2 separate regions of the Mus musculus genome follow, and region 1 is linked to region 2. The links are chromatin contacts, called in public promoter capture Hi-C maps. All regions are on one chromosome and are shown on one strand. Each heading gives the region's core, a stretch centred on a gene start, on an enhancer-like site or on the middle of the called end of the contact. The rest is flanking DNA. Distances are from core to core; before and after follow the strand shown.

The links. Promoter capture Hi-C pulls out the DNA fragments that hold promoters and counts their contacts.
Region 1: a promoter capture Hi-C map of epiblast stem cells shows a contact between it and region 2, with 4 times the contacts expected there. The contact joins the promoter of B3gnt3 here to the promoter of Zfp882 in region 2. A contact is called at or near these places in 10 of 39 promoter capture datasets (the C10 cell line, the HPC-7 cell line, epiblast stem cells and 7 more), 1 of 15 datasets of contacts at CTCF or cohesin (embryonic stem cells), 10 of 484 Hi-C or Micro-C datasets (the AtT-20 cell line, bone marrow-derived macrophages, cerebral cortex and 5 more), 10 of 115 datasets of contacts at active chromatin or transcription factors (the SCID.adh cell line, bone marrow-derived dendritic cells, bone marrow-derived macrophages and 4 more) and 4 of 9 other capture datasets (adipose tissue, liver, macrophages and 1 more).

What each region holds. Positions count from the first base shown.
Region 1 is chr8:71,697,701-71,703,989 of GRCm38.p6, forward strand. B3gnt3 (UDP-GlcNAc:betaGal beta-1,3-N-acetylglucosaminyltransferase 3) reads right to left here and starts at 4,100. Exons shown (of 3, transcript NM_028189.3): 1 at 4,018-4,100.
Region 2 is chr8:71,906,269-71,912,295 of GRCm38.p6, forward strand. Zfp882 (zinc finger protein 882) reads left to right here and starts at 2,338. Exons shown (of 3, transcript NM_001166645.1): 1 at 2,338-2,470. The coding sequence starts at 2,468.

The sequences.
Region 1 (6,289 bases), core at 2,850-5,349, 210 kb before region 2:
GCTAGACCTCTTGCTGGGAAGCAGAGAGCGATCCCTTCTCTCTCTCTCTCTCTCTCTCTCTCTCTCTCTCTCTCTCTCTCTCTCTCTCTCACACACACACACACACACACACACACACACACACACACACACACACACACACACACCCCAATGTGGAAGTCTGTAGTTAGGGTCTGGTTTCTTAAATAACCCAGTTATGTTATGAAAACATGTTTTTCTTTAAATCCTGGGTGGGATGTGGGGCTGCTTCAGACTCCATGGAAGCTGACCATTTGCCTTATGTGTGTTCCAGCAGGGGCGTGATCCTGCCAGCTGCAGATAGTTCAATTCTGAGGACTCGGGGGAGGGTATAAATGCCAGAGGCCAGAGAGGGGCAAGAGAGCTTGAAAGAGAGGTGGAGGTTTGGAGGAGGAGGAGGAGGAGGAGGAGGAGGAGGAGGAGGGGGAGGAGGAGGAGGAGGAGGAGGAGGAGGAGGAGGGGGAGGAGGAGGAGAACACTCCTCCTGGTTGCTATTGTTGCAGTTTGAAAAGAAGTTTGAGATATCCTGACAAAATGAATTGGACTTGCACCTATTCAGCAGGAAGTAGTCTAAAGAGAACAACACCCCTTTTTCCTGAAACCTTCTTTCTCCCCTATCTGGAGTTGGTGTGTTGGAAGGAATCAGGGATGGGAGAGTGGTATACAAAACCCCAATAAAGTAGTTATACATACAGGAGAGGGAGGTGGCTGGCCTGGCTGGGGACCTTGAAGAATATGTATGGGGAGATGAGAAACCTCTGGGGCTTTGTATAGGGACACTGGGGAGGGAACCTGTGTGGGTGGGTGGGGTGTAGCCTGTGAGTGAATGCTGCTGGCCTGGATGCCCCGACCATCAGCAGGGCACTGTGGGACATGGTGTCAAGAAACACAAGGTTACAGATGTGAGGATTCAGAGTGATTCTGCTCTGCCCCTGACTGTCAGACAAGTTCTGCCCAGGGCTGTTTGTACCAGGAAGCAATTTGAGCTGCTTCCTCCCAGTTCCGGAAGTTGAAATAAGACAGAGGAAGCAGGCCTTTCCTTGTGCTTCCAGCATCAGTACAGCGATGGCTGCTGCCTGCATTGGCAATGGGAATTACACCAAGGAGACATCATATCACCAGTGTCTGCTGGAGAGATGGGGCTAAAGAGGGCAAAGGGAATCCTGTAGTGAGGGGCTCGGAGGTGGCTCAGGGGTGGAGCTCCTGCCGAGCTGTGCTAGGCACTGGGCTTACTGCCCCTCACCCACTGCATTGGTAGTGAATACCTTTAGTCCCAGCAGGCAGAGGCAGGAGGATCTCTATGACTGTGTGGCCAGCCTGGCCTATAGAGTGAATTCCAGGACAGCCAGGGCTACACAAAGAAACCCTGTTCCCAAAAAAAACAAAGACAAACAAAAACCAAAACTCAAAAAGCATAAAAAGCCATGGGTGTGTGCCCAGAGACCCAATGACTAATTCCTGAATATTTGAATAGTTCCTAAGCCCCCAAGACTCACAGCTGCTGTGCTATCTTGTCCAAGAAGCAAAAAATAAACAGTTTGAGAACTGCTCACAAAACCTTCTTCCTGGGTGCTAGGCTGGAAAAGGGCCATGACCCATGTCATAGACAATATTGCCCTGAAAAACACAGTTCCCAGACACTGGCTACACAATTAATTATTGACCAGTTAATATTGCTGAATTCGGTCATTAATTACAACAAACTAACCAAATGTTAATGAGCCACAGAACATAAGAAAATGTTGCTTCTTCTGCCGGGAGTGGTGGCGCATGCCTTTAATCCCAGCACTTGGGAGGCAGAGGCAGGCGGATTTCTGAGTTTGAGACCAGCCTGGTCTACAGAGATAGTTCCAGGACAGCCAAGGCTACACAGAGAAACTCTGTCTCGAAAAAAACCACACACACACACACACACACACACACACACAAAACCACAAAAAAAAGAAAGAAAAGAAAAGAAAATGTTGCTTCTTAATGAGACGTTGCGTATTAATTATTCACTGCATATTGATGAGCCATTGCATAGGAAGGACACATTGGATACTGAAGAGGCACTGGCTAATCAATGTGTCAAAGTTGAACTGGATGCCTCATCAGTCGACATGCACGCACAGGTCGATGGCCAATGACCTGACTTTTGGCTCACAGACCGAGGTTCATAGCGCTGCTGCTGTGACTATTAATGAACTTCATCGGAATATTAATGACTTTAGCTAAATATTAATGAGATTCATCTTGATATTAATGACCCATAGAATGCTCATTACTATGTGTGGTTCAAACACTGAGTCTTAATGATGGGCTTGGTTATTTCTTTATGAATATTCATGAGCCCTGGCTCCCCCTGCCCTGGGTGGAAACGGTCTTGTGCCCTTGGCCCTGACTTGGCAGCGGCCTTCAGAAGGCTACTGAGGTAGAGGAATGACACGTGCTCAAAGAGGCATCAGGGTGGATACTGACACGCTCAGACGTTCTGGATCATTCTCCCAGAGTGAGGGATGCGGAGGATGCTGGGTGCTTCAGGGACAGTTCCTTCTGTGCGTCCCAGCTGGACGTGGGGTCCCCAGGTTGGTGTTTGTCCCTGTGACCCTGAGCCCGGGGTCACCCAGCGCTTAGCTGGGTAGGACGAGCTGATCAACTGACCCCATGGCAGCTCCGTTCAGGTTTGTACTAGCTCCTTAACCCTGGGCAATTTTCTTTTTACGAGGAACTTGGAATTTTACCGACAAAAAGAGAGTTCCTATAAAGATAAAGCTTCGGAGGCCCAGGTCTTGATGGCCCTGCTTTCACACCCCAGCTTTCCGGAGGTAACGCCCTGCCTTCACACAGCTTCTCCGAGGCTACACAGCGTCCCCCAGCCCCCCACCCCCAACCGGGAAAGAAAGCCCAGCCCGGCCCACTTCCCAGACAAGGAAACGGAGGCTGGGAAGGTGCTGGCCATTTCCTTGCCCTTCCAATTAGCAGAGCAGCCTCATAGGCCTGGCGTCTGGGGTCACCCTAGATCCCTACCCTCTAAGCGGGTCCCATTCTCTCGTCCCTCTTCCGGTGACGTTTACACCAGGATTACAATAACCTCTTTAATTTTTACAATCAAGATAAAATGTCACAGACACAAGATCCCTGTAATCAAGAGTAAAGTAAACACGCCGGCCCCAGCCCCACCCTTGCTGGGCTGTTAGCGCCTCCTGAGGGGACCCGAGGCAGGGGATCAGCTTAGCACAGGGACTTGGACCAGGCACCCACTTCTGCCTCCAGCGCCCCTCCACGCAGGACAGGGAACAAAAGTCCGCGGGGTTCCAGACCTCGGAGGGGGCAGCAGAGTAGTCTCCTGGGGCCCCTACAGGATCTTCGCAATCTCAGCTATTGAGGGGAAACGCCACGCCCAGGGGAAGGGATCCGGCCTGGGCTGGCTGCGCAAACACTGACCAGATGGGCACCAACTAATGTCCCCTAAGCGGCCGCACCTTCTCCTCCTGACTCCACAGAGTGTGACAGGCCAGGATGAGAAAGTGAAAGTGGGGACCCGAGACCAAGCACTCAGGAGGAAGGTAGACTGTTCAAAGACAGTCTCAGAAAAAAAAGGAGAAAAAAGAAAAGAATGGGAAATTTACCCCAAAGCGTCAGAACCTCGGTTAGCAATACAGACTATCAATTTAACTATGCTGCCACCACCACGCCTCGCAGTTTACTTCACCACAGCCTAACTCCCATACAGGGAAAGTTTCACAAACTCGAACAGGGGAAACCGAGTCAGAGCCGAGGCCACCCGGCTGTGCAGACACTGGGGAAAACGCGGGCTTCTGATCCTGGAAAGTAGCGGGGCTACTTCGCGGCGTCTAAGAGACCCGGAGCCCAGGAGTATGGCCGGGGCTGCGGAGCATCTTCAGCACGGTGCAGCTAGAAAGCGCCACAGATTTCAACTTCGCACCACCCCACCCGAGACCCTGGCACTCACTGCGATCGCGGGCTCCAGACAACCCCGGAGGCCACACTGTTTACCTGGGCGACCGCCTTGAGCTGGCTCTTGGCTACTCGCCTTCCTCCGCTTCTTCCCTGTTCTCCCTTTCCCGCTCCTCCCTCCAGTGAGTCGAGCTTCCTAGTAGCCAAGGAGAAAGTCTCCCTCCTTCCGCCCTCACCCCCCCCCCCCCCCCGTCTAGTTCCTTTCCCTTGCCCCTCCCCGTCCTGTTCTTCACTGTGGTCATGTTCTTCCCCACCTGTCTTTCTACCTGGACTTTGGCCCTTCCCCTCCCTCTAGGCGCCACCCTGCGTCCAGATTTACCCGAGAAGGTCCACGTCTCCACCCTCCTTCCCTCTTTCTTGGCCATGCCCATTCACTTTTATCCCTAACCCCCACCTCCTCCAGTGGACCTCTATTCCCAACCTGACCTCTTCCTCCTCCAGTCCTACCCCTCCCCTGGGAGTCTAACTCCCTCCAACCCCTCCTTCATTTAGAGCCCCATCTTCCTCTTCCACGCCACGAGAGGGAGCAGGAGCTCCCCTGTCCTGAGCAAGTCTGTCTGTCTGTCCCCTACTGCAGCGCCTCTCCCACAGCTCAGCCCAGGCTTCAACCTCCGCCCTCCTTCCTCATTTCAGCCCCTGCTGTAGCCTCTTGCCTCCCTCCCAGCCCCCCAGCTCAGCCAATGCTGCAGCTGCCCCCCCTCCTCCCTCTTCTCCTGAGGAAACATTCAGCCTGGAGGAGAGTGAGCTCAGAGACTTAGAAGATCCCAGGACCTTAAAACCTGTTGGTAGGCCCTCCAACTCCTAAATGCCAGGATCAGGTGTAAATCTCCTAGGAGCGTCCCCAACCACGCCCTTCCTCAGAAGTTACCTCAAAAACTTGGTGGTCTTAACTCTGAGTCCCAGGCCCTAGTAGCCTGCTGGAGGGAGAAGTAAGCTCCTAAACCGGAAACTGAGTCCTCCTGACACTGGCTCCCTGGACCAGTACACAGTGGGCAGAGCTCCAGGATTGTCCCTTGACGTGGTAATCCTTCCCTGAGTGCACCCAGAGGTCACAGCAGCCCTATTCACGGGCACTGGGATATTAGTGAACCATAAAAATGATTGAAGAGGCCCTGCTGTTGAGTGACAGCAGCTAGTACAAACGTCCCACCTGTGTCACACGGCAGAAAAATCCACAGACAAGGAGCAGGTCAGGGGCGGGAGGGATGATCTTGTGGGGGCAACCATGTTCTGGCAATGCAGCAGGTAAGGCTGCCGGGGGCCATGTTAACTGCCACTCACTCCAGCTCCCTGCCACAGAAAACACCTCTTCTGGCTCCTGCTCAGAATGCAGGTGACTCAGCCTGGACCTGCCTGACAAATGTTCACTCACTGCATAGTTGAGGTTTTGGAGTCACTTCGGTGAAAACGGCAATGGCATTATAAACAGGCAAGGACACCCCACCCAAGGCTCTGCCCCAGCTGCTGGGACTCACCCTCCTGAGATAAGCACCTATCTCCCTGGCTCTGGGAGGCCTGGTGAGGGAAGCCAGGCCAGAGAAAAAGGACTCCTGTGTTTTCAAAGCTGCCCTGCCTTCCTGTACCCCAAGGAGAGCAAATTAAAGCCACCAGGAGGTGCCATGTTCTCAGCACTTATCAGATGGGCCAGTGTCTTAGTTAGGGTTTTACTGCTGTGAACAGACATCATGATCAAGGCAAGTCTTATAAGGACAACATTTAATTGGGGCAGGCTTACAGGTTCAGAGGTTCAGTCCATTACCATCAAGGTGGGAGCATGGCAGCAGCATCCAGGCAGGCATGGTGCAGGAGGAGCTGAGAGTTCTGCATCTTCATCTGAAGGCTGTTAGGAGAACACTGACTTCCAGGCAGCTAGGACAAGGGTCTTAAAGCCTAGGCCCACAGTGACACACCCACTCCAACAAGGCCACACCTCCTAATACTGCCACTCCCTGGGCTAAGCATATACAAACCATCACATTCCACTCCATGGCCCCCATAGACTTGTTCAAATACATGAGTCTTTGGGGGCCATATCTAGTCATAGCATAATAAAAAAGTACAATAAATTCAACTTTCAAGATCCCTGTAGTCTATAGCAGTTTCAACAATGCTAAAAGTTCAAAGTTTAGTTTCTTCTGACATTTATCCAATCACTTAACTGTAATCCCCAAAGCAAGATAGGAAACCAGGTGGGCAAGCTCCAAACTCTGCATCTCCATGTCTGATGTCAAAGCAGTCTTCAGATTTCCAACTCCTATTCATTTTTTTTTAAGAGTCATAGACATTTTACTGGTTTGTTTCAGACATCCTG
Region 2 (6,027 bases), core at 1,088-3,587:
ATGGTTTTAGTTCCTTTGTCAAAGATCAATTAACCATAGGTGTGTAGGTTCATTTCTGGGTCTTCAACTCTATTCCATTGATCTTCTTGCCTAGCTCTGTAGCAATATTATGAGGTTTTTATTACAATTGCTCTGTAGTAGAGCTTAAGGTCAGGGATGGTGATTTCTCTCAGATGTTCTCCTATTGTTTGGAATAGTTTTTTTTTTTCTATCCTGTGTTTTTTGTTGTTGTTGTTGTTGTTGTTGTTGTTCCAAGTGAATTTGAGAATTGCTCTATCTCTGTGAAGAATTGAGTTGGAATTTTGATGAGGCATTGCATTGAATCTGTTGATTGCTATTGGTGAGATAGCCATTTTTACTATGTTAATCCTGCCAATCCATGAGCATGGGAGGTCTTTCCATCTTCTGAGATGTTCTTCGATTTCTTTCTTCGGAGACTTGAAGTTCTTGTCATACAGATCTTTCCATTGAATGGTTAGAATCACACCAAGATATTTTATATTATTTGTGACTATTGTGAAGGGTGTCATTTTCCTAATGTCTTTTTTAGCCTGTTTATCCTTTGAGTAGAGGAAGGTTTACTGATTTGAGATAATTTTATATCCAGCAACTAACTTTGCTGAAGTTGTTTATCAGCTGAAGAATTATCTGGTGGAATTTTTGGGGTCACTTAAGTATACTATCATACTTAAGTATACTATCTTCTGCAAATAGTGATATTCTGACTTCTTGCTTTCAAATTTGTATCTCTTTAACCTCCTTTTGTTGCTCTGGCTAGAACTTCTAGTACTATATTGAATAGATAAGGAGAGAGTGGACAGTCTTGTCTAGTTCCTGATTTTACTGGGATTGCTTCAAGTTTCTCTCCATTTAGTTTGATGTCGGCTATTGGTTTGCTATATACTGCTTTTACTATGTTTAGGTATGGGCCTTGAATTCCTGATCTTTCCAAGACTTTTAACATGAACAGGTGTTGTATTTTCTTGAGTGCTTTTTCAGCATCTAATGAGATCATCATGTGTTTTTTTTTTCTTTGAGTTTTGTTTATATAGTGGATTACATTGATGGATTTTCACATGTTGAACCATCCCTGCATCCCTGGGATGAAGCCTACTTGATCATGGTGAGTTATTGTTTTGATGTGTTCTTGGACTCAGTTTGCAAGAATTTTATTGAGTATTTTTACATCAATATTCATAAGGGAAATTGGTCTAAAGTTCTCTTTCTTGTTGAGTCATTGTGTGGTTTTGGTATCAACATAACTGTGGCTTCATAGAATGAAGTAGGTAGTGTTCCTTCTGTTTCTATTTTGTGGAAGAGAATTGGTATTAGCTCCTCTTTGAAGGTCTGACAGAATTCTGCACTATTTATTCATTCATTCATTCATTCATTCACTCATTTTTATTTTAAACTAGACAGTTCTGGAAATGGCTAACTCTGGAGTGCTTGTTTTCGTTCCAGTTAGGTAAGGATTCTTTATCGTGTCACTGTAATATCCAAAATAAATTCAAGACTACCTAGTACCTTCCCCCTTCAAAAGGACTTTCCAAACTGTACTACCAGGCCAAGTACAGAGCCAGATAAAGAAGCTGGCTGGCTAAACAAATATAGAAACATAGTTTTAACGGTCAAAATGACTAAGCTTACAGCTGCCAGAACAAGATTAACAATGCCCCTGCCCTGCCTTACACTAAAAACCACAAGGACAGACAAAATGAGAGTCACCCTATACAAATCAACCAATGTCCAAAAAGGTTATTGGCTACACCAATTAAAATAAGCCAAACTACCCTGGTGCCTAGATCCGGCCCTTACAAAGGTAATAAAAAGTGTGTTCCTTTGTTCTGGATCTCTCCTCTGGCCTGGTGCTGAGAGGGTGTTCCCCAACATGTTGGACAAGTAAAATCCTCATGCGTTTTGCAACGATGGCGGTCTCTGTGGTCTTTGTAAGGGTCTTTTGACAACATACAACATCACAAGGGGCTCTGTGTATGGGTCAAGAGCACCAGTGGGAAGTTCCTTAACTCCATTTTTCTTTCTGGTGCCAAAGTCGCTAAACTGTACGGTCAGCTCAGGGAGTGCTGTATTGTTCTACCCTGCAGTGTAACATTGACCCTCCCCAAAACAGTTATGAGATAAGTGATCCAATCAAGACTGGGGTCAGGCAAAGCGGAAGAGCATCACCGCCATCTTTCTTTCTGGTGCTACCATAGTTGCGACTCTGTTCTCAGTTGAGTGCCAAACTGTTCAGCTTCAGGTTTCTCATGACCGTCAAACCCAGTATCAGAGTCAGGTCGCTGGAGGCCCGGAGAACAGAGCGGAAGTTCTTCACCCGCCATCTTTCTTCCTGGCAACGCCATTGTCACTGCTCTCTCAGTCCAGTCCGCTGAGGGAGTTTGGGGTCGCTGGACCTCAGGCCGCTCCACCCTGGAGCCGCGTGAGGCTGCTTGAGGTCCGGAGCTCAGCTATGGTGAGCATCGGGGATGCGGGGAATGCAGGCGAGTCCCTCGGTACGGGAACCACGGCAAAGACTGCAGCTGCGCGCGCGACTCCTGGACTGCGCGGCCAGCTGTGTTGGCGGTACGGGAGCCGCGCGGGGGCGATGTGCCGCTGCTTTGTTTTGCCTAGTAGAACCTGATTTCCCAGTCTTTCCGGTCCATGGGAAGCGGATTCTGGAATCCTTGAATGTCTTCTCCATCCAAATGCTTTTGTTGTTGCTGCTTGATTGACAATTGAAATCCCTCGGTTCCCAGGCCCGTCCCCACATTGCCAAACTCACTGGACCGGGCGATCCACAGGTCCCCGTGAGCAACATGGGGGTGCAAGGAGTGTGGCCATCTGTGATGCAGTTGGGCGGTTTGTAGGGATTCAACTTCTTTAATGCTGAGACATGACTTTATTTGAAAGGACTGTTAGAAATAGGGAGAAGGCCCGAGATAAAAAGTGTGAAACGTGTCAAGCGGTGGCTAGAAGAGAAGGGCTTTGCTTGGAGGGATATGTCAACAGTATTAAGGTACGGGTTTGATCGTGCTTAATAGTGTTTTGTCTTTTCTGAGCAGCCAGTCATTTTCAGGCAACAAGTGAACAATTTGTGAATTGGTTTTTCTCTAGGATCAGAGTCTAGTTTCAAACATCATGTAGAAATCCAGCATTAACACCATTATTTTATTGGTGCTTTCTCTGGTATATATTTTTGGCACCTTTGTTGAGAATCAGTTGGCTGAACGTATGGGCTTATTTTTATTTTCTCTTTTCCAATGGACTGTACATCAATATTTATGACACTACTCTGTCGGGTTTTGCTTCGTTCTGTTCTGTTCTGTTCTGTTCTGTTCTGTTCTGTTTATTTTCATTACAGATCTGCACAGTGTGCTCTTTTTTTGCTGAGGATATCTTGGGCTCCCCCCGGGTCTGTTGCACTGTCATAGCAATTTTAAGAACTGTTGCTAGTTGTGTGTAAAATGTGATTATTTAATGGAAATTTCATTGAATCTGAATTACAACTTTGAATTATTTTAGCAATATTGATTCTCCTAATCCATGATCATGGTAGTCTTTTCTAGTGTCGTGTTTAATTTCTTTATTTTTTTTAATTGAAAAAAAATTCACACAATATATTCTGATTACACTTTTCCTCTCCCCAACTCCTCCCCAATCTCTCCACCTCTCTGCCCACCCAACTCCAAATCCTCTCTTTCTTTCTCTTTATTTTTTTCTTCAGTGACCTAAAGCTGCCTTTGTAGAACATTTTCTCATCATCATTTAATTTGGGCATTTTAGTTTATGTGTATAGGCATTATGACTTTCTAACAGTGTATCTCTGAGATAGTTCATTACTTGCTGAGAGAAAATATACTGGCATTGTGTGTTGATTTTGTACCCTTGCTAAATACTTTATAATATAAGCCTTTTTGGTGTAATCTTTTGGACTCTCCTTAGTTTTCTCAGATATGTGTTACTTTTGTTTGTTTGGTTGGTTGGTTGGTTGGTTGGTTGGTTTTTTCGAGACAGGGTTTCTCTCTATAGCCCTGGCTGTCCTAGAACTCACTTTGTAGACCAGGCTGGCCTCGAACTCAGAAATCTGCCTGCCTCTGCCTCCTGAATGCTGGGATTAAAAGTGTGCGCCACCACACCCGGTTTATACCTTTTTTGTTTGTTTGTTTGTTTGTTTGTTTGTTTGTTTGTTACTTTTTACACAGACAGTATAACTGTGTACGCCTGGCTGACCTGGAACTCTTAACCCTGCTTTCTTAGCCTCCCACATACTGGGACTCCTGGTGTACACTACAGTAACAGGTTTGGGTTTTCCTCTTTATGTATTGAAACAAAGATGGTTTGACTTCCTCCTTTCTGATTTATATACCTGTTATTGCCTTTGCTTGCATAATTCTCTGGCTAATAGTTTAATATTATATTCAAGAAGAGTAGTGAATAGTCACTTAGTGGGTTTTGGTTTTTTTATGGTTTTTGAGACAATGCATTCAGGTTTTGCCCCCTTCATTTAGAATGTTATTACTAATGTGTGTCTGTCATACAGACCTTTACTATGTTAATGTATGATTCTTCTGTGCCTACTAGATTCTGAGCTCTTATCATGACATGGTGTTTAATATTATCAAAGACTGTCTTGCATCTGAGGTCAGTTATGCGATTTTGAATTCTTGATTTTTGCCTTTTCCATTTCAGTATATAATTTGATTTCTATTCATGGGAAAGGGAAAAATGTGAGCATGTTTCCAAGTAAAGATTTCCTTTCGTTTATTTCTATTATCATATATACATTCTACAGAGCAGTTTATTGTCATATATACATTCTACAGAGCTGTTTATTATCATATATACATTTTACAGAGCAGTTTGGCTACATTTTTGTTTTCCTCTAATAGTTTCACAGTACAAGCCTTCTAAGTACCCATCACTGGTGTGTGCCACCATGGCCAACTTTGTATGTGAGCACTAGGGATCAGAAATTAGTTTTTTATGTTTAGGTGGCGAGCAGGATAAAAACTAAGCTGTCTTCCTGGACTTAGATTTCTTAATAGTTTTTCCAAATTAAGTATTTTGCAAGTTGACTATTTTTGATCTTGTACAATGCAAGAAAGCATTTCAGAGTGTTTTTTGGTTGGGGGGGGTGTGTTTGGTTGGTTGCTCTGTTAGTTGGCTTTTTAAAATGTATTTTGATTTACTAATGCCTTATCACCTAGTAGGTGATGTATTTTGGAGAAGCTTTCATCTGATGCTGAGAAGAGCATGTGTTCTGCACTTGTTTGATAGAGTAAAAGGAGTAAAAGGCTGTTAGGTGCATGATCTATGATGCAGTTTAACTCTGAAGTTCCTCAGTTGATCTGTCTGTCTGTCTGTCTCTATTTCTGGGTGATCTATTTGTGATATCAGGGTAATGAAGCCACATAACGTTATTTTGTTTAGACATTTTTGCTCAGTACTCTTGTTTTGAAAAATGTTCAGCTCATTCAGTTCACATTCTTTATGTGATATACTCTTTATTTATATGTAGATATCTTTTGGGTTAGTAGTCAACTGGATAAAGATATATTGAGAAATACTTATATTAACTCAATATATCTGATCCTCTTCTAGCAATGCCATTCCCCTCATTTATATTTCCCTTAGCATTTTTGAGAGAAAAAAATAAAATCTTTTTGCATTATCAAAGTAGGTTATTCTTCATAGTTTTTTTTCAAAATATTTAAGATTGCCTATAAGATACCAAGTACAAGCTTTCCAAAGTTTTCTATGTGCAGTCAAAGAGGATGTGCACAATTTTCTAAGAAAGAAGTTGGGAGATGAAGTCATAGTCCTATATTATCTGTCATATCAGGTTATTGGAGACTATTCTTCTAGATTGTATTTTCTTTCTGATCTAATAGGATCCTTTTGATAAGCATGTCAGAAGCTTGCAGACATTTAGAAAGAAAACGGGAAAGAAAGACAAGTAGTATATTGCTATCATAAACTAGAACACTGAGCCCATCTCTACGAGTATGCTGGTGAAATCCATCCAGTTTC